Linked DNA regions of Mus musculus: regions 1, 2, 3 and 5 are each linked to region 4. The links are chromatin contacts, called in public Hi-C and HiChIP or PLAC-seq maps. All regions are on one chromosome and are shown on one strand. Each heading gives the region's core, a stretch centred on a gene start, on an enhancer-like site or on the middle of the called end of the contact. The rest is flanking DNA. Distances are from core to core; before and after follow the strand shown. Region 1 has its middle 52 kb from the start of Gm46567. Region 2 has its middle 24 kb from the start of Gm46567. Region 3 has its middle 100 kb from the start of Gm46567. Region 4 has its middle 26 kb from the start of Gm32796. Region 5 has its middle 12 kb from the start of Gm32998.

Region 1 (6,259 bases), core at 1,876-4,375, 180 kb before region 4:
TTGAGATCTGCCTCTCGGGACACTGGGGACAATTCTTGTCTCTACTCCTTCTCTCAGTCAACCGTGGTGCTTATGAAGCCTCCTGGCTGTTTCTGATGCTTTCTTGACTTGTCCTTGGCTCTCATGGGTATCTGACGTGCTGGAGGACTCCAGCTGGAAGTGGCGAATAAAGAGGGAACACACAGATGAGTATGCCATGAGCTGCTGCAGATACACACCCTAGGGGGTGACATCGAGTCCTCAGTCACACAGGCACCTGTTGGAGCTGCTTCAGGCTGATGCTCCTGAGGTATTCAAAACACTCCCACTCTGCAAAAAAAAAAAAAAGTCCAGCTTCCTGCATGGGTCAAGCTTCTATTCTAGAGAGCACACCTAGCTGCTGTCAGAAATGATCAATAACATGAAAATATTTGCTTGTGGGTGGCCTTAGTCCAGCTGAGAATGTCAGGGTGGAGACAAGGATGGCTCCAGGGCCTGCCTGTCATGATTCTTTCAGACTTTCCTAGTCCAGAACTTGGAATCTACTGCATTCACATCAGCTGGCTTGCACACAGTCCACAGGACTCAGAACTACTGAGCCCACCCCCCTCTGACTTGCACACAGCCCAGCACCTACACCTTCTGACCTGCACACAGCCCACTTGACCCGATCACAGACTTCTCAAGCACTCCTGTTTCACCACCTTCTGGTCTTGGGTCCCAGATGAGCGTCCCTTGTCTGCGTGTGTTCAACCATCAACCAGCCATAAGAGTTCCCTCCAAATAAAGCCTCCACTAATCCCTTTACTTCAGATTACTCTCCACAGTGCTCATGGGGACTGGTGATTGTCACTCTTCAAGTTAGAGGCTTTGACAGGGCAGTAAGATCCACATGCTCCTCTGAGATTTGGTCTCAGCTTGATTAGAAAGCTCTGTGGAGCCAGTGGGCACTGGCTGGCATTATGTGGGACAATTGATTTACTGTGAGGGAGGGGGCCCTGGGGACTTTAGTTCAATGTGTTGATTGATGAGATGAAACACGAGGCAACTTTAACTCAAAAGCCTTCTCTCTATGGAGGGACACTGCAGGCCAGACAAGGCGAGCTGCTCAAGACTGAGAACATCCACGATGGCTCTCCCTGGCCCCAGCCCCATCCTTGCTCCTTAGTCTGATAAAGCTTCAGTGATGCTTTTCAGGCAAGGCTGGGCAGAGGCTGCAGAGCACAAGGACTCCCAGCCATAGTGCTAAACAGATACAAAACCCAGAGCACCCTCCACTCTCTGAACCTTAGATTTGGTACACTCGCCCAGCAGACATGGCTGCAGTGCCTGGAGCAAGTGTTCCAATGACTCCGTCTATTATTTAAAAGTTATAAAATGAGATTAGAACAGTTACTGAAATATATCCTATCTCCCTATCTTTACAGAGGCATATTGTAAGAGCCAAAAACTCCAATTCTAGCTTAAAATTCTCAAATTCCAGGAATTTTGCCCCAGAACTTGGTAGCAGAAGAGAAGCGTGCCTCTGGCCCATACCCAGGCCCTTTCTTTTCCCTCCTCCTTCAATAACCTTGTCTGCAAGAAGCCTCAGATGCCCACACAGGCACACATCTGGACGTATGGTTCAAAGTCAAAGCTATTTTCCAAATCCCCTGAGCACTGCTGCCCGCTTGCTCACTCTGATCCTAGCAATGTGTACTGCTGTAGCCCAACCCAGATTCTCAAAGACAGACCTGAGGAAAGGCCCGGGCAGGTCCTAAAAGCACCCATCTGTGTTTCATTGGGGAATCTGGGAGCCCTCGGTATACAAAAGAGAGTCCACAATATGAACTTACTGACTCCTTATGACTGTGGAGACAGGCATGGCCCTGTAAAGAGTGGGGCTCATCTTTCCCAGACATAAGGGTGGAACTACTGCACCGGCACCAGCCTTAGGGGTTAAGATGCCCTGAGGGGTTAGGGTTTGGAAGCTTGCCCTTCCTTATCTACCCAAGGGCAGATGGTGACATTCAGAAGGTCCATGGCCATTCCTCTGCCCAGCTCTTGGATAGCAAGAGCCTTGTCTTGTCACTATTGATAGCAACTAGCACTGTCCTCCAAGGCCTGCATATTCACAAGGTGTCTTCATCATTCCGGCTGTGGTATGCGAAGTGAAAGCCATGCAGTTCCCATCTCTAAAGCAGACACTTGTATACAGCAGGAGGCCCTGAGTGGGCAAAGTCTTGAGTGGATTTGTATTGTTGATACAGGTACAGTCATGTCTAGGACCCCATAGCCTCAGGCTCAGAGAGAGAAATGGCAAAGCCTTCCTCAAGGAGCCAAGTGTGCAAGTGTGAGCACTGACAGTGTGTGCAAAAAAAGTCCACCATAGCCTCCTACCCCTTCCAGATACTCATGACTTGAAGACTGCTCCCTTACAGAGACTGTCCTATGAAGAGTAGCTAAACCTACGTCGTTGGTGTGGCTGAGTACCATTAACCCTGTTTTTTTATTCAGCTATTTGCAATAACCATGCCTCCCCTTTCCACTCCGTGTAATAAACACACTAGACTTCTGAGAGACGGTGGCTTCTCCAGCAGAGAGCACAGACCACCAGATCCCAGCCCTCTGTCTGTGTGCCAGTCTGTCAGACTATTCTTCATTCCTTGCCACAGCGGTCAGGTCAGATTCTGGAGCTAGACTGGATGTGGCAAGCGTGAGCCGAACCATTTCCAAAGTCACGGAAGCCAGTGATTTGTGGCTCCCAAGAGCCTCACTTTTTTTTTTTCTTTGCAATCACAGGTTCTCAACCACGAGCATTAAAATCTTCTAGGAGATTTTAAAAAGTTCCAGCACCCTGACCCTCCTCAAAGAGACCCCACTCAGTTGTTCTGGGATGCTGCAGGAAATCTCTCTGGGTGAATGTCATGGACGGCCAGGGCTGGGAACCACAGTTGGAACGGGATGGAAACAACTCCCCCAACACCACCCCCCTTACTCACAGTGGAGCAAGACAGATGCCTGGCCCAGACACGCAACAGCTGTAGGCCAGGCTAGACACCCAGATCCACGGCGGGGGTCCTTTGCTTACTCTCCAGGAAGAGGGGAATAAACAGAGCCCATTTCCTGGCCTCCCAGCTCCTCACCTCCTCATCCAATTTCCCAGGCTCCAGCTGAAAGCCCAAGGGAGAGGAGGCAGAACAGGCAGCTGTCTAATCTAGGTGGATTTTCTCAGGGGTGGGGGAGGCTGATTTTGGCTCCAGTCTTCCTCTTTCCTCACAGCTGGAGCTGGAACAGCCTGAGAGAGTGGGGCAGCGAGCCCAGCTGCTGGCTGTTGTTCCCCTGTTATCTCTCTCTCCTGACAGCTGCAAATCTGTTGCGGGGTGTGTATGTCCATCCAAGTGTGAGAGCATATTCCAGCAGAGAAAAACAAGATGGGAGCGTGAGGTTTCCTGCTCCACCAGAATCAGCACCTCTTAAGCCCTTTCCGAACCCCCCCCCCACTTCCCCTAGCCCATGTGATGCCTCTCCCTTCCAGCAAGCATCCGTGAGCACCCGGCATCCCTCTCTCTCTCACTGTGATCAACAGTGACAATTGCTACCCTCTGGCTAAGTGAATACCATGCACTCAGGTGGTTTCCTAAGTGTTGGAGGCTGGAGGTTCGATTCAACTCTCAGAACAGCTCTAGGATGGTGGCACACATCAGCATTTCTGTCTTGCACGAGGAAGCCAGGAGCAGAGTCAATATTTAACGTGAGCTCACATAGCTGCAGAGATTCTGATGCAGCCTACGGCCCTGCCCCAGTTCTGTTCTGCCTCCTGGCAGTGATTGGTAAGGAAGAACCACTCCAGGAGAGCAAGACCAATTTTGCCTCTGATGTCTTGTGTAAGTTTATTGTCTATATTGGAACTCTTCTTGGACAGTGTTGGCTGAACCTCTAAGTCACAGAGGTGAAGTACCTGTCGTTGTCCCCCAAAGTGCTGCTTCTGAAGCCCTGAAGGACCATTACCTGACAGGAGAATTACAGAGTGCAGCAGTGTAGGACTGGGCCCCAGAGATAACAGCAATATGCAAAAGAACAGAACAGAGTCCCTGATGGTTTGGCCACATTCATAGACCTGTCCCTCCCAGGTGCTGTCATTTGCTCATTGGAAGCACAGGTGCACTGGGCAGTTTGCTCAGGGTTTGCTAGATTGTGTTGACTGACCATATGTCACTGTCCTCGAGGAGGACTCAGAGGAACACTGCCACGATGGCAGGTAGGTACCTGAACACATCTTATCAGCCAAGCCTTTGAAGCTTTTGGTGTTGGGTGTTTTCTCCTGAGCTTACTGGCCGAGGACTTGGATAGGTGCTGGGATGGGGTCATCTGCTGAGAGGAGAGTGACAGTGAGCAGCCAAGAGCTTGACCTCAGCTGCCCGTGCCTTAAGGAAGGAGGCATCAGCCAAATGGAAGCCTAACCCATCTGATGGGCAGTACAGCTGATGGCTCCCTGGCCACCTCATTTACATCAGAGTAGCCTTTGAACTTTCTTTTCTCCCTTGAGTCATGTTTCATTCCCACTTGTTTAGTTCCCAGTGGTATAGAAAAATCCTATTTCTCCCTTACCAGGTTTTAAATTGTCACTCATCAGCACACCAACAAAGGAATTTTTTCCCCTTGAGGTAAAATTAAACCCTGCTTTGCAAAACTGGACGTTCTCTGATGTATTAAGCTGTAAATGCTCATGAAATGTCCATTGAAATAGAGATTCTGGCTCACCCATCTGTCCTGAGTACAGGATTGTCCACTTCGATAAAAAAAATTTATATATTATGCATACAATGTTCCCACTGCTTGGATGCCTGCAGGCCAGAAGAGGGCACCAGATCTCGTTACGGAGGTTGTGAGCTACCATATGGTTGCTGGGAATTGAACTCAGGACCTCTGGAAGAACAGCCAGTGCTCTTAACCTCTGAGGCATCTCTCCAGCACAGACTTTACACTTTTAACAAGCTTCCCGGCAATGTCAATGCTGCTGGCACAAGATAACACTTTGGGGCACACAATTATCAAGTGTCTGTGAGACACACACGAATCCGAAGCCTGGAAAACACAGAGAGAGCCATTTCTGGCTTGTGTACGTACTATGAGCACATCAAATGGCCCTGACAGGAGCCTTCAGCAGCCATAGATGGTTTCCTCTCCTTGGAAGCTTAGCCCCAATCCCAGTGCACCCAGCCACACCTCTGCTCCCACCGCTGCTTAAGTGAATCTTGCCCTGAACCCCTGAGCCATGTCTGCTGGGAAGCCTGGGCTGGCTGGAGAATCATCCCCCCCCCCCCCCCATTTCTGATGCATGACAGCTTAGCCACACCCTCAGCACACCTGCCTTCAGCTGTGTTTGTTGAGAACACACACACACACACACACACACACACACACACACACACACACACACACGCCATTGAGGAGTTGCCTCCTTAGAGGTTTTTAATCTTTCCCTGGTGACCCTTTCCTGTTTGGGTCTGAGGGCTGGATTTACTTCCAAGAGAGGACCTAGGCTTCAGAGAAAGAAATGTAAATTAGCAAGAGACCTAAGGTCTTTGATGACTCTACAACAACAAGTCTGATTTCCTTCTTAATCACAGTGGGTCATATAAAAACAATCCCTTTTGAATGCTAAATCCACTTGACTCCTGGCAGTCTCACAAGGGTTGGCCTAACCCTGCAGTACACAGTGGGACCAACCTCAGTGTACTTAGGGACACAGTGTTGTGTACAGAACTGTGATGGCTTGAATGAGAATGGCTCCCAAAGCCTCATTTACTTGAATGCTTGGTCAGCACGGCCTGCAGATCAGGATGTGGCTGCCAGCTACTGCTCCAGTGCTGTGCTTCTAACCATACTTCCTGCCATGATGATAATGATACATTATCATGATTATACATGATGATAATGATACATACAGTACATTCTGATACTGTAAGCAAGCCCTCAATTAAATACTTCCTTTTAAAAGAGTTGTCGTGGTCATGGTGTCTCTTCACAATAATAGAACAGTCACTAAGGCAGAAGTTGGTACCAGGAGTGGGGTCTTGCCCTGAGGCAAGTAATCCCTTTATTCCATTTAGCATCAGGCTTTTCTTTTTTTTTTTTTTTTTTTTTTTTTTTTTTTTTTTTTTTTTTTTTTTTTTTTTTTTTTTAAAGATTTATTTATTTATTATATGTAAGTACACTGTAGCTGTCTTCAGACACTCCAGAAGAGGACGTCAGATCTTGTTACGGATGGTTGTGAGCCACCATGTGGTTGCTGGGA
Region 2 (6,109 bases), core at 196-2,695, 160 kb before region 4:
CCTTTGGGAAGGCAGACACTGGGAACAAAGGAAAATGGATTCACATCATAAAAGCTCCCTGACTCTTCAGCCAGCCAAGGAACAGAAAGTCCCATATAAATTCACACCAGGTGGTTTGAAGGGAAGCACGTCACAGAAACATGACAATCAACAGAGCCATGTTGGATCAGCCGTTCGTTCCACTTCAGCCACTGAAGATCAGGATGGAGAGTCTATCCAGGAAGAACCCAGTGAGTAAAATATTTTGACACCGGAAGAGAATATCCTGACAGCGCTCCCTCCATCCGCAGTCACGGCTGTGGGACATGGAGGTGAGTAAGTATAGACATGGACCTGTAACATCAAAGGTGGAATATATAGGAAGGACCCTCCTCTTAGCTACAATTTCCTCACGTTCAGAGGGAGGCGTGCGACATTCTCTACCACCTCCCCTTTTTCTTGTAGTGTTCCTTAGCTCATGGTCTGCATCCTCAATGCATAAAAAAGTCCCTCTGAATCAGCCCGAGAGTGAGAGTGCTCTGCCCCACTCCAAGTCACACTGAGAGAGTGACTCCCAGGATCAATTAGCACAAGACAAAATTAGCTGGGTTCTACCTTTGGAAGAATTTGAAGCCATAGTAAACCAAAGACAGGCCACTTGGACTCCAGTTTCAGTCCCACCGTTAACGTAGTCTGGTAGCTTGCAGCATGCTATATCAGTGGGCCCCCATTTTCTCTCTGTAAGGTAATCTAAGATCATTTAATTTTTGAGAGTTCTGGCAACCCGGTCTTCTACCTGTTTTGCAAATAAAGTTTTAGTGATACATACCTTCAGCTATTTATTAAATATCACCTCTGGCTGCTTTTACGCCTCAATGGCAGAGTTGGGTAGCTGAGGCAGACAGCTGCTGTGTGGGCTAGAGCTGAAAATAGTTAATACCTGATCCTTAAAAGCAAAAGAGCTGGGTAACTACACCACCAGAGAGGCTGAGGCACGGGGAGAAGAGACTATTTGCCAAAACACCCTAAGGGAATCAGGGCAGAAAATGGAAATGTCTTCTTCTGATTTTTCTCTGCCAAAAGTTCTCCTGGCCCAAAGCTCACTATCTGAAGATCTGAGCTATGCCTGAGAGCCAGCTAGAAGACCAGGAGCCTGTCTCCTGGGAGAAGCCTGTGGTCTTGAGTAGAGCCTGAGGCTCCAGTGGTAGGGGCAGTCTGCCTGGGTTCTGTCTGGCTCAGGGTCAGCCTGCTGAGCTTCTGAGAGGAGCCAGCTGAGGCTCCTGACAGGCAATGGTTGAGCCTGGAGTCTGAGGAGAGCTGGCTCCCTAAGCCCTTTTAACCACAGGTCCCCCAGATCTAGGTAAACTTTCCTTGGCCTTTGAACTACAAGGGGACATTTCTTCTTGCCTCTGTACTCACTGGCTGTTTCCGCCTTCTGCCATTTATTAATCTCGCTGGTTAACCATTGAACCCAGCTCAGCCTCCTCTAGTTTCCAATCCTGTTCTCCCTGTTGGCTGCAGACAAGGGCCTGCACTAAACAAACCTAAGGTTCTTTTCTTTCTTTTCACAGCTGAAATCAACTGATAAAAGAGGTGGGGCTGGGGTGCAGTTTGCTAAAAAGACACTCCCTAAAGCCCTGGTGAGGAGGTGAGAAACCCTTTCCAAGGCAGGCCAGCTATGTTTAAAGAAATACATCACTGTAACACACACACACACACACACACACACACACACACACACACACATATACATACACACAGACACACACACACACACACTCATACATGCACACACACATACAGACATGCACACACTCACACAGCTTAATCAGAGTAGAGGCATAATTTAGAGAAGATGTCTATAATTTCTTCATCGTTGAATCAGATTGCTTGTCTCTAAACACAAATGCCATTTGAGTTTAGCTTCCCCAGTTAAAGATGCATGCTTTAGAGGGGGAGCATGCCAATTGTCGTAGTGGTAGGGAGCTGGAGGGAAGGGGAAGGGGAAAGGGAAGGGGAGAGGGGAAGGGGAAGGGGAAGGGGAAGGGGAGAGGGGAAGGGGAAGGGGAAGGGGAAGGGGAAGGGAAAGGGGAGAGGGGGACCAAGAAGGGCCTTCTGAGCACAGGGTTTGGGGGCTTGACATCAGCCACACCCTAGTTTCCTTTAGAGTATTAGAACTCTCTAGAACACCAGCTCTGTGAGGACCAGCATTTTATTTATCTACTGCTACATCCCTAGCACCAAGCCTAGTGCCCAGCAAGAGGTAGGTACTTAAATATCTGTTAAATGCATGGGTGACAGGATGCAAATTAGTGGCCTGGTCACTAGTCCCAATCTTTTGGGAAGATGGACATTTCACATGTTCATTGGCTCCCCTTCTGATGAATCCGGAAGCCCTGGCCCAGTTAGGACAAAATTCACAAAGGACAAGGGGGAGGACCCCCCTGAACCATTAACACAGTTCCAGGGACCTAAGTGTTTGTCTATCAAAAAACTCAGAGACAGTGCCCAGCACAGCCCCTTTCTGTGGCTGTCTGCCTACCATTGAAAGGGACAGATTTCCACCGTGGACATTTCTACTCTAATGACTCCCACTGCTGTGAGCAGTAATGTGTGCTGGGCAACTCATCTGTGTTTGTCTTTAATGCCCATGATAGCCTTGCTGTGTGGTGTGAGCCCTTTTATAGCTTAGGAAAAGAGCTGCAAGTGAACTTGCCAAGGTTGGAGAGCATAGCTTGGCCTGTCTTATCTTTGGCTGACGACAGAGACTGTACCTTGTCTATCACGTATACTTCTAGTTCTACGTACAATGCTAGAATTGGCTGTTGCCCTAACTCAAGACTGCATAGTTACTCTTTCAGTTACTCCTTCTGCTTCTAACCAGCTCCAGAGCCTGGGGGACCCACTTCTCTCTTGGCCTCAGTTTCCATATTCTCAAATCCAGAGACCTGAACAAAATTACTTTGAAAAATCTCCCATGGTTGAGTCTGTAAGAGGCGACTTTATTTTCTCAGAGGTCGCAACTTAAGTTTGCTTTGGAAATTTTAACAAGAAGAAAACCATTTATTGAAAGCAGCTCAAAATATCTCTTGCTTTCTCTGCTTAGGGACACTCTTGAACACCCTGCTAAGGCCTGGCTCTGCTCCTTTTAAAAAGAACTGACCTGTAATAGGGTTCTGGACTCAAGTGGGCACCAGCACCAGCCTGTAACCTCTCACTGCAGTTTCTCTCTAGTTCAGAATGCTTCTAATGTGGTGGTAAAAGCAGCTGGTCCCTTCCAGTGGAAGTTCCTGGCCTCAGGCAGCCTCTGGTGGAACCCATAGACCTGTTGGCTCCTGAAGTTAATTCCATTGTGATGAGATGGTGGGAAAGGGTGGCTTTGGAGAGGCAAGGAGCCTGGAGAGCCAGCAGTGCTGAAGGTGGGTTGGACTCTTAACTCAATCCTTGTTGCCCAATGGGGAAATGTGAAAACGTCAGGATTCTCAGCACTAGCTGGGACACCGCTTCTGGTTTCCAGACGCTTCTGCAGCAGAGACCACAATGAAGAAGGACAGACATCTAATCTACCTGGTGGAGACCCACCTGGGAGTCTCCAAGTTTCTTTACCTGGGGCCCTATAAAGGGAGCCTCTGACCAAGCCTGAGCCCCCTAGCTGGTGGTAGAGCTGGCACTCACATTGGAAACTAACTAAGCAGCTGCCTGGATGTCCGATGAGGGCATTAGGAAAAGAAAAGGTTGTAGTTTGTGCTGGTCCAAAGGACCAAAATCTGGAGCAGTTGTTTGAACATTTGGCCACTTTATTTAGGCAACCTTGAGGACAGACCATACTAAGATCAAGACCATTAGTGATGTCCCTGCCTTGCCCTGAATCCTGTGTGTATATGTGCATGTGCACACAAGAGAGCATGCCCCCTAATAATAAATAAGTAAAATGTAATTAACTTATTTTTTTTAGACAAGTTCTTAATGTGTACCTATGGCTGTCCTAGAACTTGCTATGTAGACCGTACTGGCCTTGAACTTAAAGATATCTGTTTCCTGCTGTCTCTCAAGTGAGTGCTGGCATTAAAGGCACTATGAAGAGAGGGGGCTTCTGGGAAGTGATTAGGATGTGAGGGCCTGGCAGCCAGTAATGGGATTAGTAAATCTAGAACGCTCTGGAGGGACCCTGTTTGCTCCCTCTGCCAGGCGAGGACACAGGAAGAAGGTACCATCTAGGAGGTCTGATGGATCCTTAATCTCAGATTTCCTCACCTCAAGAACCATGAACAAGACATCCCTCTGTTTATAAATTCCTCAGTGAAATACTTGGTTCTAGCCACTTGAATGGACTGACACTGGCTACGAATGTACAAGACCAAATGGCTCTGTTGCTAAACATGTGAATTGCTCGCAGTTTTAATATGGGTAACTTTGAGTATTCTTCACACGGCTGTTGGTACACGCAGGCATGTGTTCAGGTTGAGTGGGCACAACGCTGGAATGTGCTTGTGTTCATCATTAGTTGATAAGGTCAAGCATGGACTACTGCTAGTTCTAGTGGGCCACGACTACTTTGCTGGTATCTTACAGATGCTTCTCAGATTATTCCAATGAACAAAGTGGCAAAGGTTAAAAATCACACTCACAGCTCACCGGGGATCACATTTGAGATATGTATTATCTCTATGTCCTGTCTGGTTTTATGTCAGCTTGACACAGTTAGAGTCATTTGGGAAGAGGGACTCTCAATTGAGAAGATACCTCCAGAAGATATGCCTGTAGGTAAGTAAGACTCTAGTGTATTTTCTTAATTGGTGACTGATGTAAAATAGCCCAGTTTACTGTGAGCCATGCCACCCATGAGCAGGTGGTCCTGGGTGCTATGAAAAATCAGGCTGAGCAAGCCAGTAAGCAGCACTCTTCCATGGCTTCTGTATCAGTTCCTGTTTCTAGCTCCTACCTTCAGTTCCTGCTCTGACTTTCCTGGATAATGGACTACACTCAAAGGTGAAATAAATTCTCTCCCTTCCCCCACTCCCCAAATTGCTTTTGGTCAAGGACTTTACCAACAACAACAGAAACCTTAAAACAATCCTCAAAGGGCTCATGTGGTGAAGTTCCAGCCTGTAGTCCTTTTGTGCAGTGGCTGGATCATGGAGGTGCTACTCTCATCAACAAGTTAATCCAATGGGCTCACAAATGAATGAGAGCATCTGCAACCTGATTGGAGGAGTGCATCACCGGAGGCGGGCCTTTGAAAGGACTATCTTGTGCCAATTCCTATCTTCTCCTGACTCAGCCTCACTCCTAACCAGGAGATGAGAATCTTCCTTCCATCATACTCTTCTGTCAGGAGGTTTCTGCCTTGCCACAGGCTGAACACCGAGGACCTGGCCAACCGTGACTGCAGCTCTGATCTGTAAGCCAAAAACACATCTTCTCCTTCAGGATGATTTCCCAGGCCTTTCTAAGATAAGGAAACTAACCAACACTTTAATAGGTAGCCAAACCAGCCCTAGTGTTCATCCTTGCTTTGAAACTTCTTATCAAATGCTGATAATACTTTGAAACTCTTATCAGACCCTTGGGAAGGAAAGAGATAGGGGAGGCAGCATAGACCATATTTCAATTGAGGGCCTCATTTTCTGTTGGTTGAAAAGGAGTCTGGGGATCTCTGTCCCTTTGCACATAGGTCTCCCTCTGTTGGAACGTCCCCTTCCCTTGTTCACAGGACAGAGGCAGATATCTTCTAAGATGTAACTCAGTATGGGCCTACATTTTAGTAAGCGGTGTCCTTGCCCTGTTCTGTAGGTAGAATCACCTCACTCCAGAGAGCAGCCAGTGCCCTGTAAGGATGCTGCTCCCTGAGGACCTCACCTCACAAAGCCAATGCTCTGTGTGCATCCTTAATTGGACCAGGGTTTTCTGACAGTGAATAGACCATGTACTGTCCTTTCTTCTTCAGTCTGAGCATAATCTTTACATAAAAGGTGCTCAGTAATTATGTATTGTGGTAGTCTGTAATGTGACTAAAGGAAGCTATAATTAACTAGATTAAATTAACCTGTAATGTGATAGAATTAGTAAAGGCATAATGTAATACCATGTGGGCATCTCTTGGAATAGGCACATACTGGATTCAGCTACC
Region 3 (6,017 bases), core at 436-2,935, 230 kb before region 4:
GCAAACAAGGCCCCAACCATTGCACAGTATGTTCCTGTGTCACTAGTGCCCACAGTGTCCTAAAGGAATTGTGCCCCTCACCACTCTGTCCTTCACTTACTCTGCCCACCCACACTGGTGCCCACTCATGCCCCAGCCTTAGTTCTTTTGTGTTATCTGTGGCTGCTGCTATCTATCTATCCAATGTTATAGCATTGCTGTTTCCTCTGCTTGCTGTTTGGTCTCCTCTGAACTGTAATTCCTCAAAAGTATGCAGCTTGGTCCCCTTCTGTAACCAAGAGCAGTGTCTCCTGTAACCAAGAGCAGTACCCGACATGCATAGGTGGTCATGAGTGCTACTGGGTGAGTGAGAGAAAGGAAGGCCTTTCTTTGTAGGTGTGCCGGGAGCCAGAGACACTCCAGTTACTCTATCTGTTCTTTCACTCACTTCTCCAATGAAGTCTTATTAAAACTCCTGGTTGATGATATACAGACACACACAGGCTGATCTCGATACAAAGCAGGTTTCAATACAAAATATTATCTTAAGAGTTCAAAATGCAACGAGACCAAGAGGAAAGATAGCGCAATCTGCTGTTGGTTTTGGGTGACTGGAGGTGGCTTCCTAGAGGAAGAAGCCTTTGACCAGGCCTAGGTGGATTCCCAGTTATACCAAGCTGTGGTGCCACTATCCCTAATCAAACTCAAGTTAACATTTCATCCCCTGTGGAATTGAGATATGGGTCTAGGTGGGATTTTTGAGGGGCTCTCATGAGTTGTTCATTCATGGGTTGAAGATTATCTGAAAGGTCTTTTGTCTAAGCCAATATTGGCCCTGTCTCTTGACTGTGTTGTGACATAGAGTCACTACCAGCAAGAGAACTATCCCTAGATATAGTCCTAAACCTTAGACTCTCAAACTTCCAAAAGTCTAAGTAATTAATTTCTTTTCTGGCTAAATTATGTAGTCTCAGGCTTTCAATTAGAGTAGCAGAAAACAGACCAAGACCTACTGTGAGCCTCAGGATTCATGGCTCAAGGCAGTTTCCAATATCCAGCAGCCTGATGGGGAACAGAGCAGAGTCTAAGAGACACACAGCATCCTCTTTTGTCATGAAGGCCTAAGAGGAGAAGAGACCAAAGTATCACATCTGCTCAGCACTCATAAGGTCAGGCCAGACTCAGTGCCTACAGGATGTTAATCTGGGAGTAGGCAGAGAGCTGGGCAGGAGATCAGAGCCTTCTCAGGGAGGGACTGGTGGGAGCCAGGCCAGCAGGGCTGCCTGGAATCTGGGCCCTGGTCTCTTGTGAGGACCAGAGAGATTGTCATTTGAGAATGAGGATAGAATAGCAGGCTCATGCAGCCTTCAAAGGCAACCCTATCTTTCTCTCTCTTCCAGTGGCCAAATCCCATGTGTTCACAATAGGATGGAGACACTGTAAAAAGACATCTGACTTGTGGTCCTGGCTATCTCAGATCTGACCTTCTGTTCCCGTTTCAGACTTCAGAGTGGAGTCTTCTTGTTCAGGCTGCTGGCTCTTATTTTCTCCTGCATTCACTCTAAGCATCTTCAGAGACTCAGGCAGAAACCAGCCAAGTGGAGACCTGGTTTTGGAACCGTATGTCTCTGCCACTGCCTCCTCCCTCTTGCTGAACTCTTGGCATCAGGCGCTTCATCACGGGTTTGAGCATGTGATGAAACTGGACTGTGGTGAGTAGAGAGTTTCTGAATAGATGTGCTCCCGGATGATGTCACCAGCAGTGACCCAGGAGCACCATCTGGGTGTCTGGCAGGGGTTTCAACTCGATGGGGCTGCAAACAAAGTAAAATTGGTGTCAGCCCAAATGATGGATGTGACATATGGGCCCGATTTCTGGGCTACTGGCTCAGTCCGGGCCTCTTCTAGGGTGGCCTGTGCATGTGGTACCCACAGCAAGTTGGGCTTGGCATTGACATAGAAGGTCCTTGCTTGCTTTGTCGCTTTTTCTGGGTCAAAGTAAGCACGCTGGCCATCTTGTTGAAGTCAAAGATGGCAACAGAGCCTGGGTCACTGCCTGCCCCGTTCCCACATCTGCTCTAAGCCCTACTCCCTCAGAAGGAGGTAGTGGCAAGCAGTCTGTAGCCCCCAGGTGGGCCCACTTCCAGTCAGCTGTGAGGATGAAGAAAGAGTTTGGCGCACTGCCCAGTCATTTGATGTAGACCATTGCTATGCCTATGGGGCAGGAAAGTACCCTGGGTATCACTTTCATATGTAGCTCAAATGATAGAGAACATGTTTACCCTTTGGTAAACATATTTGTTTACCCATGGCAGAGTCCGTTTAAGGAAAACCAGTGACCCAGTTCTTAGTTCCCAGTTTTGCCTTAACTCCTGCCCCAGCTGTTGTGGGCTGGTGTCAAATGCAATATCTGAAGTGGCAATGAATGACAAAGGAGAAACAGGGCTGAGGCAAAAGTGGGGAAGCAAGGAGACTAGCCAGACCTTAGCAGAGACTGATATAACTGAGCCTTGGGGCCCCAGGCAGGAGCCTGAGGACGAGATCAGCTTTTGGTTCAGGTTCAGCTCCAGCTGCTATAAAGTCTCTGTCAGGAACTGATTTTGAGGTTATTTATTTAACGTCGAAATTAAAATTAGCTAAAACAGCTGGGCGGTGGTGGCGCACTCCTTTAATCCCAGCACTTGGGAGGCAGAGGCAGGCAGATTTCTGAGTTCAAGGCCAGCCTGGTCTACAAAGTGAGTTTCAGGACAGCCAGGGCTATACAGAGAAACCCTGTCTCGAAACAACAACAACAACAACAACAACAACAACAAAACAACAAAAACAAAACAAAACAAAAAACAAAAATTAGCTAAAACACCCAAATGACAAAATATAACAAAGCAACACCTCTTTTTCATGATGAACATGATCAGTAGCATCCCTCTACTCTCCATCACACACACACACACACACACACACACACACAAGTACCCACACAATTGGAAGCAGACTTCTGGGACTGAATCTCAGCTCTGTTCCTTTCTGGACCAATACAGGTGATTGACAGGTTCTCTGTGACTACGTCTTTACAGAGGAGGTAACCATAGAGATTATAGTTTGAGCAGCAAGTGTGCAAAGGTTGGTGGGGGTCTTAGAAGGGTCTGTAGATGAAAGTGAAATCAAATTATCGGGACTCTCAAAACAGCCAGACTCCTATCCCTGTGCCCCCACCCCAAGCTTTCCTTCCCTCTTCCAGCCCAGGTATGTCATTTGGAGTAGGGTGGATGAGAGTCAGTTGCTCAGGGCAAACTGCTCTTTCCCTGAACATTCCAGTTGTGTACTTGGATCAACAAATCCCATGCCTCTTGTTCCAGAGAGGACCCTCTCTTCATAGTTCCCAGGTCGCAGATGTATAGGCTGGGCCTCCATTACAGTAGTAGCTCTGTGCGGGATGCCCACAGGTCTGTGTCTCCTATTCCTAATGCTCAAAGCTTCCCTGGCCAGGAGGTGCATCCCTTGGGGCCTCACAGTACTTGGAATATAGGAAGAGCTCATTAAATGCTTGGTGAAAACAAAACACAATAAACAGTCCTTCCTGATGTCACCTCTCCCATTTACGGCATGGCCAGAGCACAGAAGTGATAGATGTCAGCTTCATCTCTGGAGGCCCAGAGAGGGGATATTAGTGTGGGAGCATCCATGAACAGCTGTGCAGAGTACAGTGGCTCTGAATCTTCTGCCTTCTTTGTAGGCAGGCCTGGTCTCTAGCTCTCCCAGTATTGTTACAGGGAGCCTACCAGAGGTGACCAACTGTATTCCAACTGACTGTCATTATACTTGGGTATTCAGGGACCCAGGTATAGCCCCAAGTGTCCAGAACATGGGGGCGTTTTAAGGCAAGAACCACATCTAGCATCTTGCTCAGCAGCTTCAGGAGGGGCTTTGCAGATGCAAGCAGTTAGCTGGAGGGACTTTGGCACAGGCAGGCAGTTTAACAGAAACAAAGATAAGCTAACTTATCTTAGGGGCATCTTGACCTCAGGTTCCTAGAATAGACTTTGGTAATTTTTCATGGAATTCTCTAAGGAGATCAAATTCTAGTTAAGCCTGAAATGGCCTCAGCAAGAATACAAGATGCAGAAAGCTCTGCTCGGTCTTGCCCTGTCACACAGTTCATTCTAGAGCTCCCCCCCACCCCACCCCCGTTCCTTCTCAGCCCTTCTCTAGGCCCATCAGTATGCCCTGAGGAGGAGACAGTAGCTCAGGATCTGAGCACACAGTAAGTCAGGACTAGGATGGATGGACTGACTGGTCGGAGATCCAGGCCAGAGTTTGGAGAACAAAGCTATGACAGGTGTGGCCACTCAGACCTAGCTGCTGTCCTGTATCAGTCACAAATTCCCAGGAAGCAGGCGGTCTGCGCAGCAGACATTTGGGCTCAGAGCCATTCCCTAGTCTCACCCCACCCTGCTCCCAGCCGTGGTGTGGCTGGCATTTCTGCGGTAGGATAGATGTTTCTTGGTAGTGAGGCAGAAAACATGCAGAAAGAATTGTGCTTCCCCCCTCCCCAGCCCCCCACTTTGGCTGCATCAAAAGGTTTCTGGCTTCCAAACTGTGACATGGAGACATCCAGTCCTTGCCTGGGACGCAGCCAGTCTCTGTTTCTGGCACGAGAGGAGCAGCAGACCTGAGTCAGCGCCATCAGCCGTCTGAGGGAAAGGCTGCCACTGAACATGTGATGTGTGACAGGGACCTTGGGAGAGAAAGCATTAACATTGACTTATTTGGTCGCCACCTATCTCTTTAAGAGCCAGTTTTTGTTTTTTTGTTTTGTTTTTTTTTTTTTTTTTTTTTATCCATTATTCATTTGACCCTCACAGCTCCCTGGCTAGGACAGCAGGATATTACCCAGGATGAAAATAGATGTTTAAAAATCCCCAATCCCTTTAGACGTGCTGCAACCCTTAGGACAAGGCCTGGTGTACAAATTTCAAGGTCAGAGGCAGCCCTAGATGGAGAGGCTATGCCCAAAACCCAGGAGGCAGCTCAGTGCAGGGTGAGAACCTTAGCTTTGTCCAGTCTTCCCGTCCGAACAAACTGGGGCAAAGTACAAATCCCCCCAGGAGGTGGGGGGATGAGGGGAGAGTAAGGACGCCTTTAATCCCAGCACTCAGGAGGCAGAGGCAGGTGGATCTCTGAGATTGAGGTCAACCTGGTCTACAGAGTGAGTTCCAGGACAGCCTGGGCTGCACAGAGAAACCCTGTCTTGAAAAGCAAATAAAAACAAAAGAAAGATAAGGAAAGGGTAGGGCTGGAGAGATGGCTCAGTGGTTAAGAGCACTGACTGCTCTTCCAGAGACCCTGAGTTCAATTCCCAGCAAACACATGGAGGCTCACAACCATCTGTAATGGGATCCAATGCACTCTTCTGGTGTGTCTGAAGACAGTGACAGTGTACTCATATAAATAAAATAAGTAATTTAAAAGAAAGAAAGAAAGAAAGAAAGAAAGAAAGAAAGAAAAAAATTCAACTTTTTTTTTTTTTTTTTTTTTTTTTTTGAGACAGGGTTCCTCTGTGTAGCCCTGGCTGTCCTGGAACTCACTCTGTAGACCAAGCTGGTCTTGAACTCAGAAATCTGCCTTCCTCTGCCACCCGAGTGCTGAGATTAAAGGTGTGCGTCACCATGCCTAGCTTTCAACTTTACTTTTAAGATAATGGTACAAGAGATAAATTTCATAATGATTTTATAAAATGTATTATGAGCTGTTTAAACAAATCAAGATTTGACAGCGTTATATTGTGTTATGGTTTGTATATGCTCAGCCCAGGGAGTGGCACTATTAGAAGGTGTGGCCCTGTTGGAGTAGGTGTGTCATTGTGGGTGTGGGCTTTAATACCCTCATCCTAGCTGCCTGGAAGCCAGTATTCTGCTAGCAGCCTTCAGATGAAGATGCAGAACTCTCAGTTCCTCCTGCACCACGCCTGCCTGGATGATGCCATGCTCCTGCTTTGATGATAATGGACTGAACCTCTGAACCTATAAACCAGCCCCAAT
Region 4 (5,685 bases), core at 1,253-3,752:
ACCTAACCCCCTAAGCAACAGGCCTAGAAAGTGCCTTTTGCTGATGCTGGACCCCGTAGGATCAGATGTCCAGCATGTCCTGGCTCCATCGACTGGCTTGCTGTACTCAAAATGGCTTGCGCAATGACTGGCCTGGCTCACAGCCCACACAATGCTCTCCCCCATAACTAGGGCAACATGACTTCCGTTTGTTGACTCGTCTCTAGGTCCAGGCCCTGGGACTAATCCTGTTTCTTGTCTGGAGGGATTTGAAGGGCTAGCAGCTTGGGTTGCTTAGGCTCAGCCAGCCTGGTTGCTAGGCTTGTTCTAGTCTTTGTGTTCTCTTGGCAGAGTGGTCTAGGCCTTCCCTGGTGGGGACACAGATGACCCTTTTTTTTTTTTTTTTTGCCTGTCTGGTCTTGAAATCCATGAAGGGATAAATATGACACCTGTGAGATGAGCCAGCCCCCCATGACACACATACCTATGTATTCATCAACCACAGTTACCAAACACCCCTTGTGTATACAATAGCAAGCCAGGCTTGGGTCAAAGCAAGTATGAAGGGGAGGACTTTACTCCGTCTAGTAACACAGCCCCAAGGCAGGTTTGATTTTAGGGAGACAAAGACTGAGTCTGGGAGGAATCAGAGGAAGAGATCAGATGGTTGTCAGACTTCTGAGGTGCTAGAATTTCAGCAGTTGCAAGCCGAAGGTTCCAGGGCAAGGAAGTAGTCTATGAAGGCAACCCTGTCGTCACAGAACTCAGAGTCGCTGGCCTTCTGCCCTCCCACTCCTTAGAGAAGCAGAAGGTGAACACAGCTTGTCCCCGAGAGTCAATTTTATGAAGGGCTTGTTCTGTCTGAAACACCTACCTTCCCACCACCATGTCTAGCGAACATCTACTTGTGTTAGCTATATTTCTCTGTGCCGTGATGTACTACCTAGTAAAAGCAGCTTAAGGAAGCAAGGTTCACTTGGGCTCCTGCTTTGAAGGAATGCCATCAGTCCATGGAAGGCATGGCCATCTCAGTGAAGGAACAAAGATGAACGCTAGTGTTTAGCTTGCTTCTTCTTCATACTCAGTCCAGGCCCCCAGACCATAGGAGGGTGCTGCTAACATTCAGGGTGGGCCTTCCCTCTTTAGGTAAGCCGCCCTGGAAGCATCCTCATAAGCCCCAGCCATCCAATCTCCTAGGTGATTCTAAACCAGTCAGGCTGACACATGAAGACACATGACCCCTGTTTTCAAGACCATAATACCTCAGTGACCTTCTCAGGCAGGATAATTGTCCTGTTCACCGTTCTCGGTGCTAGGAAGGAAGGGAAATCCAGACGTTAAGTGAGTGGGCTCTGATTCTATTTATTTAGGTTAGTGTGTGTGTGTGTGTGTGTGTGTGTGTGTGTGTGTGTGTGTATGTTTGTGTGTAGGAATCAAACCCTGAGCCAGGACCCTACCACTGAGCTGCACTTCCTGCCTCTAAAGTCCAGTTGAAGTTCAGCCCCTGCCTTTCTGAGTCATTTTATCACACAGTGAAATGTTCTGGCTAGGACTGTCACCTCCCTGAGGTCACCACAAATTAAGGAAGTCAGTAAGACCGAGGCAAGTGCCAGCCTCGGTGCCTGCTTTGGAGCCTTATAACCCTAGGCTGCAGTTACTCTGTAATCCACCCTTTGCGACTCTGAGAGGCCCCAGACCGGAGCTAGTAATTCTGAATTTATCTCTGAAGCGATTAAAGATATTCTCGCTGCAGAGACTTAGTCTTCTTAAGGGATGGGCCCAAATGCACCGGGAGAATAAACACACACGAAAAGAACTGGGAACTGGAAAAGTAAAAAACAAAACAAAACAAAACAAAACAAAACAAAAACCCACAGGGTCGGAGTTGCCAAATTCAGAAGAGAAATGGCTCCTGAGCCCCTTTCTACGGCTTCAGCTGGGATCTGGACGCTGGATTTTCCAGGCTGCCCTGCTCCTGCCCCGTGCCAGGTCACAGCGCGGCCCTCCCACCCACGCGGGCCAGCAGCCGGCCAGGCTGGGCGCGGCAGGAAGGCGAGCCAGCTCCAGGCACCCTGATCCTTAACTGCCGCTTCCAAAGTCCCGGCTGATCCTAATCAGTGTGGGAAAGGAGCGCCGGGGCCCAGCCCGCCGCCGGAGACGCCGCCTCTTTTCATAAACTTTATCGCCGCGGTGCACAGCCCCTGATAAAGCACCATAAATAAACGAGCAGGCCCGAGTGTGCGGCTGGCCGGAGGCTGCCAGAGCGCACGCCCTGCCTCGGCCCGCAGCTCCCGAGGAGAAATGAATCATGCGCCAAGCTCAAGAGGGATCCGAGCTCCCCCCATCCCAGCCCCTGCAATCGCAATGCTATAAATAAGAAGGCAAGCCTCCCCCTCCTTGGCAGCATTCAGGACCACTAGGAGTTTCCTTGTGGCTGCCGGCCACCCTTCTGGCCTGGGAGCTAGGAGTGTTCTTGCTTACCCTCCTGCTTCAGGTCAAGTTCCTTGGGCCTGGGTTGAGCCTGGGCATGTGGCTCCATTATCACAAATTCCTCTGGCTCTTGCACAACACCCCGGCTGGAGCCGGGAAGGGAGGGGCGAAGAAAGGCTTGAAAGTCTCTGATGGCAGGTGATCCAGGGAAGGGGTCCCTTCTGCTTAGATAGCCTGTTCCGGTCAAACCCTAGGAGAAGCGCAGGGGGCTAAGCTCGACCGTGTCCAGTTGACTCAGGCGAAGGAACAGTAAAGATTCTGGTGGATAGGGAAGGAAGGGGGCCTTCCCGCCTCATCCCCCGCCCCGGGAGAGTGTGTTCAAAGGCTTCCGATAAATTATTCAACATCTTTTATCCTTCAGTCCTTAAAAAATGTTTTTAACTTTATTTTTAATTTTAAATTATGCATATGCACGCCTGTCTGTATGTATATATGTGCACGTGAGTCCCAGACCAAGGCATCGTCGGGAGCTACAGATGGTTATGAGCTGCCTCTATGGGTGCTGGGAACTGAACTCAGGCCCTCTGCAAGAGCAGTGTGAACTCTCAAGTCCTAAGCCCTCTCTCCAGCCCCCAGTCCTTGACATTTTTTTTTCTTGGTGGGTCTCTACGTTAGCCAATGGTACCTCTTGAAAACACGCTTGTGGTCTGCATCAGGCTTATGAAGTCGTCTAGAAAGACAGGTGTTTGGCACAACGTGTGCCAGCTCAGCACTAATGCCCAGTTCTCAGGCTTTCTGGTCCAGCTGCAGCCACCTGGCTCTGTGGTCTCCCCGCCTTTGCTTCTCCCTGGGCCAGAGTTTCCTTATGTGTCTGATGCTCTCTAATAGCTCCCCCAGCTTGCCTAGTCTCTGGAAAACACTATCATTCTTCTACACTCTTCCATTTCTGGACTGTCTCACCATAGTTAACTCTGATGAAAAACACTGCTTTGCCTAATTGAAAGAAGCCAGAGCTGGGAGAGACTCCATAACCAATCCCTGCTTGAGGTGAGCACAAGACTGTCCCTCACAGGAACTGCTGTTACTCTGTGGCGGGGGCTGGGGGAGCTAAAATATAAAAGCCCAATAATCTCTAACAGCCTCAACTCAGCACTTCTCTGAGCAAAAGTATAAGCTCCGTTGTGGCAAATGGCTTTGCTTCCTATGGGAGGGAGGCACCGATTGGCTTGAAACATCTATTCCAGAGAGCACTAATGCTGCTTTCAGTGGGGGCAGACTCTGGGGGAGGGGGCAGCCTCTGGTGGCAGAGGACAACCTAAGTGGCCTCTGGCTGATGCTGGAAGAATGGGTCGGGTGCCAATCCTGCTAGTCACGGCTGAGGAGAGGAACTCAGTGAAGTCGGCCATGAACAAAGACCTGCTTCTTCTAGACCCCATTTGTGACACAGTATGTCCCTGGGAACATGCGGCCCCAGACAGCCTTCATTTCCTGCTCTCTGGACAGAAGGGCACTCAGTCTTGTTTCCTTCATTTACATAATGTCAAAAATGAGTCACATTGTACTGTCATTTGTTGAGAAATATTGGCAAGAGGTTCTGATCATGGTTGGAGTTGAGTCCTTAATAAGGAACAAGCCTTGGGCAGGACTCGGGCACTGACTTAGCATCTGCGCCTCAGTTTCTCTATCTGTGCAGCTGGAAGACTTTAGAGGTTTCTTCCCACTCTGCATTACAGTGACTCTGCTGTACATGGGGGTGGAGTGGGGAGGAGTATTTGAGATGAAGCAAGACTTTCAACTTTCCAGAATAGAGATAGGTAAGGAAATATGTGAACATTTTTTTTCCCAAAAATTGTTCTTGCATCTGATTTTGCCTAGTATTATAAAGGTTGGCAATTGTCTTAGTCAGGGTTTCTATTCCTGCAGAAACATCATGACCAAGAAACAAGTTGGGGAGGAAAGGGTTTATTCGGCTTACACTTCCATACTGCTGTTCATCACTGAAGGAAGTCAGGACTGGAACTCAAGCAGGTCAGAAAGCAGGAACTGATGCAGAGGCCATGGAGGGATGTTCTTTACTGGCTCCCTTCCCCTGGCTTGCTCAGCCTGCTCTCTTATAGAACCCAAGACTACCAACCCAGGGATGGTCCCACCCACAAGGGGCCTTTCCCCCTTGATCACTAATTGAGAAAATGCCTTACAGTTGGATCTCATGGAGGCATTTCCTCAACTGAAGCTCCTTCCTCTGAGATAACTCCAGCTGTGTCAAGTTGACACAAAACTAGCCAGTATAGCAATCAAAGAAAACACATCAAAATGTAGGCTTGAACATCATCAGGGACCCAACTTGCTGTGTTAGCTGTTTCAACACTGTGATAAGATGCTGGTCAGAAACCACTTACAAGGAGGAAAGTTTTCGTCTTATTTTGGTTAGGTTGTTTGGTTTGGTTTCAGGGGTTTCAGACCACGGTCAGCTGACTGCATTGCTTTAAGCGTATGCCAAGGCAGAAGCATCATGGCCGAAGGGCACAGGGAAGGAAAGGCTGCTCACATGGTGAATATAAGGGAGCAAAGGGAAACTGGAAAGGTTAGGGCAATGGTATCTCTATCCAGGGCACGTGCTTTCTCCAACGAGGCTGTGCCTCCCGAAAATGCCATCATAGTATGAATCCATCAAGTATGGATTAATCCACTCATTAGTCAAAGGCCTCAGAATTCAGTAAATTCTCAAATGACTAAGCCCACCAGGCTGGATAGCAAGCTTTCCACACATAAGCCAGGGGGCAGGGGGATTCATATCCAAACATAATACTTACTAATTAGTTGTATTACTAATTACAAGAATAGGGGAGCCATTGTAGTGGCTTGGAAATCTTTGACAGTCACAGAATTCTGTAGAGGAAAAAAATCACACCCACTCTGTACCCAAGGACAAATCAATGACCTACCTGCCTTGGCAGATCTCCGGAATCCTGTCACCTGAAGCCTCAGGGATCTTGTTAAGAATTCCTGCTCTGGGGCTGGTGAGATGGCTCAGGGGGTAAGAGCACTGACTGTTCTGTCAAAGGTCCTGAGTTCAAATCCCAGCAACCACATGGTGGCTCACAACCATCTGTACAGCTACAGTGTACTCATATACATAAAATAAAAATAAATAAATACATCTTAAAAAAAAAAAAAAAAAAAGAAGAAGAAGAAGCCGGGCATGGCGGCACACGCCTTTAATCCCAGCACTCGGGAGGCTGAGGATTTCTGAGTTCAAGGCCAGCCTGGTCTACA
Region 5 (6,107 bases), core at 2,011-4,510, 140 kb after region 4:
ACAAAAGGAGGAGGAGGAGGAGAGACAGAGAGGGAGACACAGAGAGACAGAGAGATGGAGGAGGATTTGAAATGGCAGTGCAAGCTTTTAATCCCAGCACTCTGGAAGCAGAGGCAGGCACATCTAGCCAAAGCTATACAAAGAACTCTGTCTCTAAAAACAAAAACAAACAAAAGACAATGAAAGAAGGAAGGAAACCAAACCAACGACAATAGTTTTCCTAAATCCCTACTTCCACCCCACTCACCCTGCCCCAGGCCAGTCAATTGAGCTAACACAAACCTTTAGGTCTCAGCTTAGACTCTGCAGCCTCAGAAGCCTCGCTGAGGCCTTCTTTTCAGACTTTGTTTTGATATCATTTCGTTGTATACTGGGCTGCCATTTTCAACTACCAATTGTGTGAGTGTGTAAACACACACACAGAGACTACATCCTTAAGACCTATCGCTTTTTTTTTAAAGATTTATTTATTATTTTAGGTAAGTACACTGTTGCTGTCTTCAGACAGACCAGAGAGGGCGTCAGATCTCATTACGGGTGGTTGTGAGCCACCGTGTGGTTGCTGGGATTTGAGCTCAAGACCTTCAGAAGAGCCATCAGTGCTGAACCATCTCTCCAGCCCCCCTTAGGACCTATCACAATGCCTGTCCTGCAGTAGGGCTAGCCTTGTCTGCTTTTGTTGCTGTGATATACACTGACCAGAACCAACTTGGAGTCACACAGCCACCATCAAGGGAAGCCAAGGCAGGAACTCCAGCCAGGAACCTGGAGGAAGGAATTGAAGCCAAGACCACAGAAGAACATTGCATATGGGCTTGCGTCTATTTGCTTAACAGCCCAGGCACACCCACCCAGGGCTGGTGCCACCCACGGTGGCGGGGCCCTTTACATCACTTAGCAATGAAGAAAATGCCCCACAGACATACTTATAGGCCAATCTAATGAAGGTCATTCCTCAGTTGAGGTTCCTCCTTCCTGGGTGTGTCAAGTTGTCTACTGGAGTTGACAAGGGACTTATAAGATTTTCCTAAATAAGCAGGCAAAAAAATTCCCCAAATCTGTGAAGCATACTGGCGCCACCCAGCACTGCAGTACAACCTGCCTTGGCTGAGTGAGGGACATGTGTTGAGATCAGAGGACAGTTCATGGCAGTTCTTTCTCTCTTTCCATCGAGTGGGCTCTGGGGGTGAAGCTTAGGTTGTCAGGCTTGGTGGCAAAAGCCATCATGATGCCTGTCCCTCTTCCCTCCCAGGACATTTTAAAAGTTATACCATGTGTCCACTCAAACCCTTTGCATCCCATCTCCTTGTCCCCCTCTAGTCCCCTCTCTCTGTTTGGCTCATGGGCTATTGTTATTATTGCTGTTGTTTTATGTTTTATTCTGCTTTTTAAGGTAGGCTCGTGGGATGTGGCCTAGGCTCAAGAAGGCATCAAAAGCAACTGCTTCCTATTTTATTGGTTTACCCCAGGAATACAGTTAGTGCTTCTTAGGTGCCAGATGCTATATTCTGTACCCAGACCAGCCCTGGACCCCACCTTGAAGTGAAGTCTCCAAGTGGAGAGGAGAAGAAGAGAAGGCCCTCCACTGGCTCGGCCATCTTACATGTCAGGGTGACCCAGAAGTTCAGCATTCAGTCCCCTCGAGCTGTCTAGCTCTGGGCTGTAGAAGTGACTTGACGGTCTTGCTGTGTGGCCCCATATAGCTCCCCTCAGATTATTGGATTTTTCTCAGATTTCCTGGAGTGATGTCTGGTGAGGGATTCTGTCCAAGAGAATCCAATCACACTCCGATTTAGCACTTCCAAATTCAGCTTCTCACCCTCAGGCCTTTAAGGCTCAGGAGATCCTTCCCTTTCCCTCTCCCATGGGGAAGTTTGTAGGGTGGAGGAGAAGGCCCAAGGCAGTTTGGAATGAGGCCCTGGCAGAGTGATCAGGGCTCCTGGAGACAGGCTCCCTGAAGGCAGCTGGCCTTTCTCTGTACCTCCAAGTCACGCTTTATCCCCTCTATGGCTTCATGTTTGCTGTGAGTTAGTTAAAAGGGCTATGGTGGAATCAGACGGTTGCTCAGAGCTGGAGGAAGTTCATTGGAGGAGACAGCACAAGATCCCTAGATGACGGACACAGTCGCCTGGCCTGGGAAGACCAGCTCCCTTGGCAAGATCACCTTTCCCTTCTGTGTGCATCTTACCACAGTCTTCTCAGACCAGAGGAGAGTCCTCGAGTAATTAGGGAGAAGTGGCCCCAACCTCTGAATGAAGGAAGCCAAAGCAAGGTTTGGGGCTGGCATTTAGAGGATGACTGAATTGAGGTGAGGGTGGTGCGGTGGGTGGGGAGAGTGTGAGAATGGTTTGCAGTAATCTGAATAATACAAGTTCTAATCTTTCCTCCCTCTCCACAACTGGAGCCCAGATTCCTCTCCTCCCCCGCTCTCCTTCCTCCCGACCCCACCCTGACATGTACGCCTGTTCCCTAGCTCCCTCTGTCTCCTGCTTCCCATAACACCGGGCAAGCTCCTCTGGACCTGGACTCACTAGGTCCCCAGCGTGTGTGTCTTCCATCTCCATTCAGAAACTTCACACACCATTCACCCAAAACCAGAGACTGCCTCACAAGAGACTGAGCATGGCTCCTGGTCAGCTCTGATGCCGGCCTTGGGAAGCCTTCAGGAAAAGCCCTTGCTGGTTCAGCCACAAACACGGCCCTACCTTTCAAAAACACTGCTGGGGAAGACCCTGAACTTAAGAAGGCAAGGACAAGGTTGGGCTGTGCCCAGGGCACCTCCTTCCCCAGTGTTGAGCTAGTGAGGGTCCAAGGCACAGGGCTTAACAATCGGAATAACTACTGACTCCAGAGGCCTTGAAAAAGTTATTTTAACCTCCCTTTCCTTGTTTTAAAATAGATCAGAGATTTATGCTGTTAGTTCAGAAATAAACTTTGTGGGAAAGACTAATGGACTGATTATTTTTTTTCTCCTAAAGGAGTGCAAAATTCCAGGAAAGAAACAAACATGGGGGTATGAACGGGGTGGGGGTGGGAGTGGGATAAAAGAAGAAAAGCATGACTCCTTCTAGGTATGGTGGAGGAGAAAGCTTATTGCACATAAAAGGGAGAGCATAGCCACAGGCAGGGACATCTGGGAGAGTTCAGAGGGAGTGTAGCCCTGAGCCATGTCAGGAGAGGAGGGAGGAGAGGCCAGGAGGGGAAAGGGTAGACGGAAGGGCTAGGTAACGGAAATGACAAGATCATATAGGGAAGGGCAGCCCAGCCCCTGAGCTAGAGAAGTTCAGGGGACAGGGTGGGGTCTGCCAGGTAAGGACTGAGGAATGCTAGGACTGACTAGGCGGCAGCTAGGTCCTCTTTGGTGTGTTAAATAGGCACCTCAGCCATTAGCCTTGAGACCTAACAGCATATAGCGCATAGGCCCATACATTATCTTGGCAGAACTGGGCAACAGCTCCGTGGTCATGAGCTGGGACCCCACAGTGGTGTGCTTGGACCCAACTGTAATCCTCAGTAAATCATTCTTGAATGAATTTAATGAATTTACCTGTGCCCTCTGCTTGTACCAACCTCAGTACTTAGAGCTTACTGACTGTCCTGCCCCTGAGACTGCTCACAGTCCAGGCAGGAGACACTCCCCCAACAAGCTCAAAGGGAGCGCCTGTGGATATCAAGAGTGGGGGCCACATGGTGGCGCATGCCTTTAATCCCAGCACTTGGGAGGCAGAGGCAGGCAGATTTCTGAGTTCGAGGCCAGCCTGGTCTACAAAGTGAGTTCCAGGACAGCAAGAGCTATACAGAGAAACCCAGTCTCGAAAAACAACAACAACAACAAAAAGAGTGGGGGCCAGAGCGGGGGTGGGGGGCAGGGAACAAATGTTTCTAAAGGAAGTATCTGGGAACATTGGTGGGGGAGGGGCAGGTAAAGGAACGTTCCACAGAAGGAAAATATACCCAAGACCCCAATGGCCTCCAGGACCACAGCAGTAGGATATTGGCCGATGAGTTTGGGGAGAGGAGGCCGAGAAAGGAGAAGCACCTTGGAGGCTGGGTCAGCCAAACAGCACTGGAGGGAGGGTTTTATGTACCATCTGAGCAGCGTATTTCTAGACCCTTCAGACCTGACAACCTATTTTCTTTCTCATGCTTGAGAAGTTACAGATGCTTTCATGAGCTTGTGAGTGTAACTCTGAGAATGTCCTCTGTCCCTTCCTCCACACTGGCGCCCACACAGCGGAAAGCATTACCAAGCACTGGCTACACTACTCATCATCGAACCTGTTCCTTAGGAGAAGCAAAGGAGTGATTATCAATAACTACACCCAGGCAATATACTGGACCAAGGGCTCTCCCGGGTAAACCTGGGCGCCTGCTCACACTATCCATTGACAGGTTTTAGAGACCAGTGCTACGACCAATCAGTCCCGCATGATTGAAACTGAGTTTTTCACCTCTTCATCAAACAGTGAGATTGGAGGATTAGATTGTTTTCGATGGTCCCGAAGGCGCTTTCCAGCTCCAGAACTCTGTAACTCTGTGTTGGGTAAGCAAGTGAGACTTAAGAGAGGTCGGGTAAAATGTAGCCTCAAGGAAGTACTGGGGGTAGACTGCAATTCAACCTAAAAGTCCATACCAATATCCTGTGTTTTCAGTTGAAACCCAATAAAAAGTGCCCAAGAAAAACACTCCTCCCCAGGAAGCTGTGTGCATCTACCCACCCAGGAAGAGAAAGGCCACGCCCAGGAAAACATTCCAGTGAAATTAAAACCCAGGTGCCAATCAGCCTCTCCCACAGTCCTAGCCTCGACCCCCAACCCCCACCCTTCTGCCTCTCTCCTGCCAAGGCCAACAGCAAACAGGGAAATGTGGCTACAGCTATGAAAGGATGTGAGTTCACAGGGGCCCCTGGTCTGCAGGCTCAGTGCAGGGATGTGTGCTCTACAGAGACCCCTGGTATCCCAGGCTCAGTGTGGAGATGTGTGCTGTACTAGGATCACTGTACTACAGGCTCAGTGGAGAGATGTGTGCTCTACAGAGACCACTGCTACTGCAGGCTCAGTGCAGGGATGTGTGCTCTACAGAGACCCCTGGTACCCAAGGCTCAGTGCGGGGATGTGTGGTCTACCGGGACACTCTACTGCAGGCTCAGTGCACAGATGTGTGGCGTACATACCCTAGAAAACGAAGGAAACCGTATATTCAAATGCTTTTGAAAAATAATAAAATTGCAAGACTTATGTGAAAAATAATAAAATTGCAAGACTTATGTGATCTGATGTCAAGATTCATTATGAAACCATAGTAGCCATGCCACCGTGGTGTTGTGTAACAAAGGCATTTAGATCAATGTAATAATATAGAGAGTCCAGGAATAGATATACTAAATATATAGTTACTTGATCTTCAATAGACAGAAAGGAAAAGCTATGCCATAAATTATGCTGAGAAATTGGATTTAAAAAAAATGAAGAAATATTATTTGTTTCCACATTGTAAGAACTAACTCAGTGTAGATAGGAACCCTACATACAAAACCTAAGCTGTAGAACTGCTAAAAGAAACATGAGAGAAAAATCTTTGTGGCTAGGAATAGGAAAATATTTCTTAGATATTAGACGAAAACACAGAACTATACATTGGAACTTCATGGGTAGGTCAGATGGGAGGGTACTTCAATAGCAACCATAAAATCCTGCGTTCAATCCCCACACTGTGTAAGTAAGGCATAGAGCTACAATCAGCCCACTACAGAGGTAGAGGTAAAAGGATAAGAAGTTCAAGGTCAACCTTGGGTTGCACAGTTTGAGGCCAGCCTAGGCTAGTGTGTGTGTGTGATTAAATTTTTAAAAACCCAAGAATTTCACTTCAAGGGCATAAAGTTGGAAGGGGGTTGTATTGTGGGGTAAGAAAACAATTGGAAAAAGAATAAAGCTGGATATAGTGATCTTACATGTATAAAATGCTAGATATTAAATTAAACTTTATTTAAATTTTTATCCTCAGAAGGCACTCCATTAAGAATAAAAAGCTGCTGGAGTGAGCGGGGCCAGAGCAAGAGGGAGAAGGGAGGGGGAAAGAAAAAAAAAGAATTAAAAAAAATTTAAAAA

What was found. A called contact is a pair of places that touch in the nucleus more often than the background predicts. HiChIP or PLAC-seq counts read pairs in DNA pulled down with a chosen protein or histone mark.
Region 1: a contact with region 4 is called in an H3K27ac HiChIP or PLAC-seq map of heart atrium, with 2.7 times the contacts expected there. The contact joins two enhancer-like sites. A contact is called at or near these places in 1 of 484 Hi-C or Micro-C datasets (uterus) and 5 of 115 datasets of contacts at active chromatin or transcription factors (embryonic stem cells, extraembryonic endoderm stem cells, heart atrium and 2 more).
Region 2: a contact with region 4 is called in an H3K27ac HiChIP or PLAC-seq map of extraembryonic endoderm stem cells. The contact joins two enhancer-like sites. A contact is called at or near these places in 3 of 484 Hi-C or Micro-C datasets (liver and nephron progenitors) and 6 of 115 datasets of contacts at active chromatin or transcription factors (bone marrow-derived dendritic cells, embryonic stem cells, extraembryonic endoderm stem cells and 2 more).
Region 3: a contact with region 4 is called in a Hi-C map of uterus. The contact joins two enhancer-like sites. A contact is called at or near these places in 1 of 15 datasets of contacts at CTCF or cohesin (stem cell-derived epiblast-like cells), 4 of 484 Hi-C or Micro-C datasets (the 3T3-L1 cell line, bone marrow-derived macrophages, cerebellum and 1 more), 6 of 115 datasets of contacts at active chromatin or transcription factors (the NIH/3T3 cell line, craniofacial prominence, extraembryonic endoderm stem cells and 3 more) and 2 of 9 other capture datasets (embryonic tail and embryonic trunk).
Region 5: a contact with region 4 is called in an H3K27ac HiChIP or PLAC-seq map of embryonic stem cells, with 9 read pairs. The contact joins two enhancer-like sites. A contact is called at or near these places in 1 of 484 Hi-C or Micro-C datasets (embryonic stem cells), 3 of 115 datasets of contacts at active chromatin or transcription factors (embryonic stem cells, extraembryonic endoderm stem cells and pancreatic cancer cells) and 1 of 9 other capture datasets (embryonic stem cells).

The regions. Positions count from the first base shown.
Region 1 is chr16:29,758,881-29,765,139 of GRCm38.p6, forward strand. No RefSeq gene overlaps it. Among named protein-coding and RNA genes, the nearest start is that of Gm46567, 52 kb to the right of the region's middle. Within about 2 kb of position 3,126, at least 52 of the 459 cell types and tissues checked have an H3K27ac peak or open chromatin away from gene starts, as enhancers often do. A contact at or near this core is called in heart atrium, where this site is marked.
Region 2 is chr16:29,786,911-29,793,019 of GRCm38.p6, forward strand. No RefSeq gene overlaps it. Among named protein-coding and RNA genes, the nearest start is that of Gm46567, 24 kb to the right of the region's middle. Within about 2 kb of position 1,446, at least 32 of the 459 cell types and tissues checked have an H3K27ac peak or open chromatin away from gene starts, as enhancers often do. A contact at or near this core is called in extraembryonic endoderm stem cells, liver and pancreatic cancer cells, where this site is marked.
Region 3 is chr16:29,710,351-29,716,367 of GRCm38.p6, forward strand. No RefSeq gene overlaps it. Among named protein-coding and RNA genes, the nearest start is that of Gm46567, 100 kb to the right of the region's middle. Within about 2 kb of position 1,686, at least 18 of the 459 cell types and tissues checked have an H3K27ac peak or open chromatin away from gene starts, as enhancers often do. A contact at or near this core is called in cerebellum and uterus, where this site is marked.
Region 4 is chr16:29,943,994-29,949,678 of GRCm38.p6, forward strand. No RefSeq gene overlaps it. Among named protein-coding and RNA genes, the nearest start is that of Gm32796, 26 kb to the right of the region's middle. Within about 2 kb of position 2,503, at least 312 of the 459 cell types and tissues checked have an H3K27ac peak or open chromatin away from gene starts, as enhancers often do. A contact at or near this core is called in cerebellum, embryonic stem cells, extraembryonic endoderm stem cells and 4 more, where this site is marked.
Region 5 is chr16:30,078,976-30,085,082 of GRCm38.p6, forward strand. No RefSeq gene overlaps it. Among named protein-coding and RNA genes, the nearest start is that of Gm32998, 12 kb to the left of the region's middle. Within about 2 kb of position 3,261, at least 30 of the 459 cell types and tissues checked have an H3K27ac peak or open chromatin away from gene starts, as enhancers often do. A contact at or near this core is called in embryonic stem cells, where this site is marked.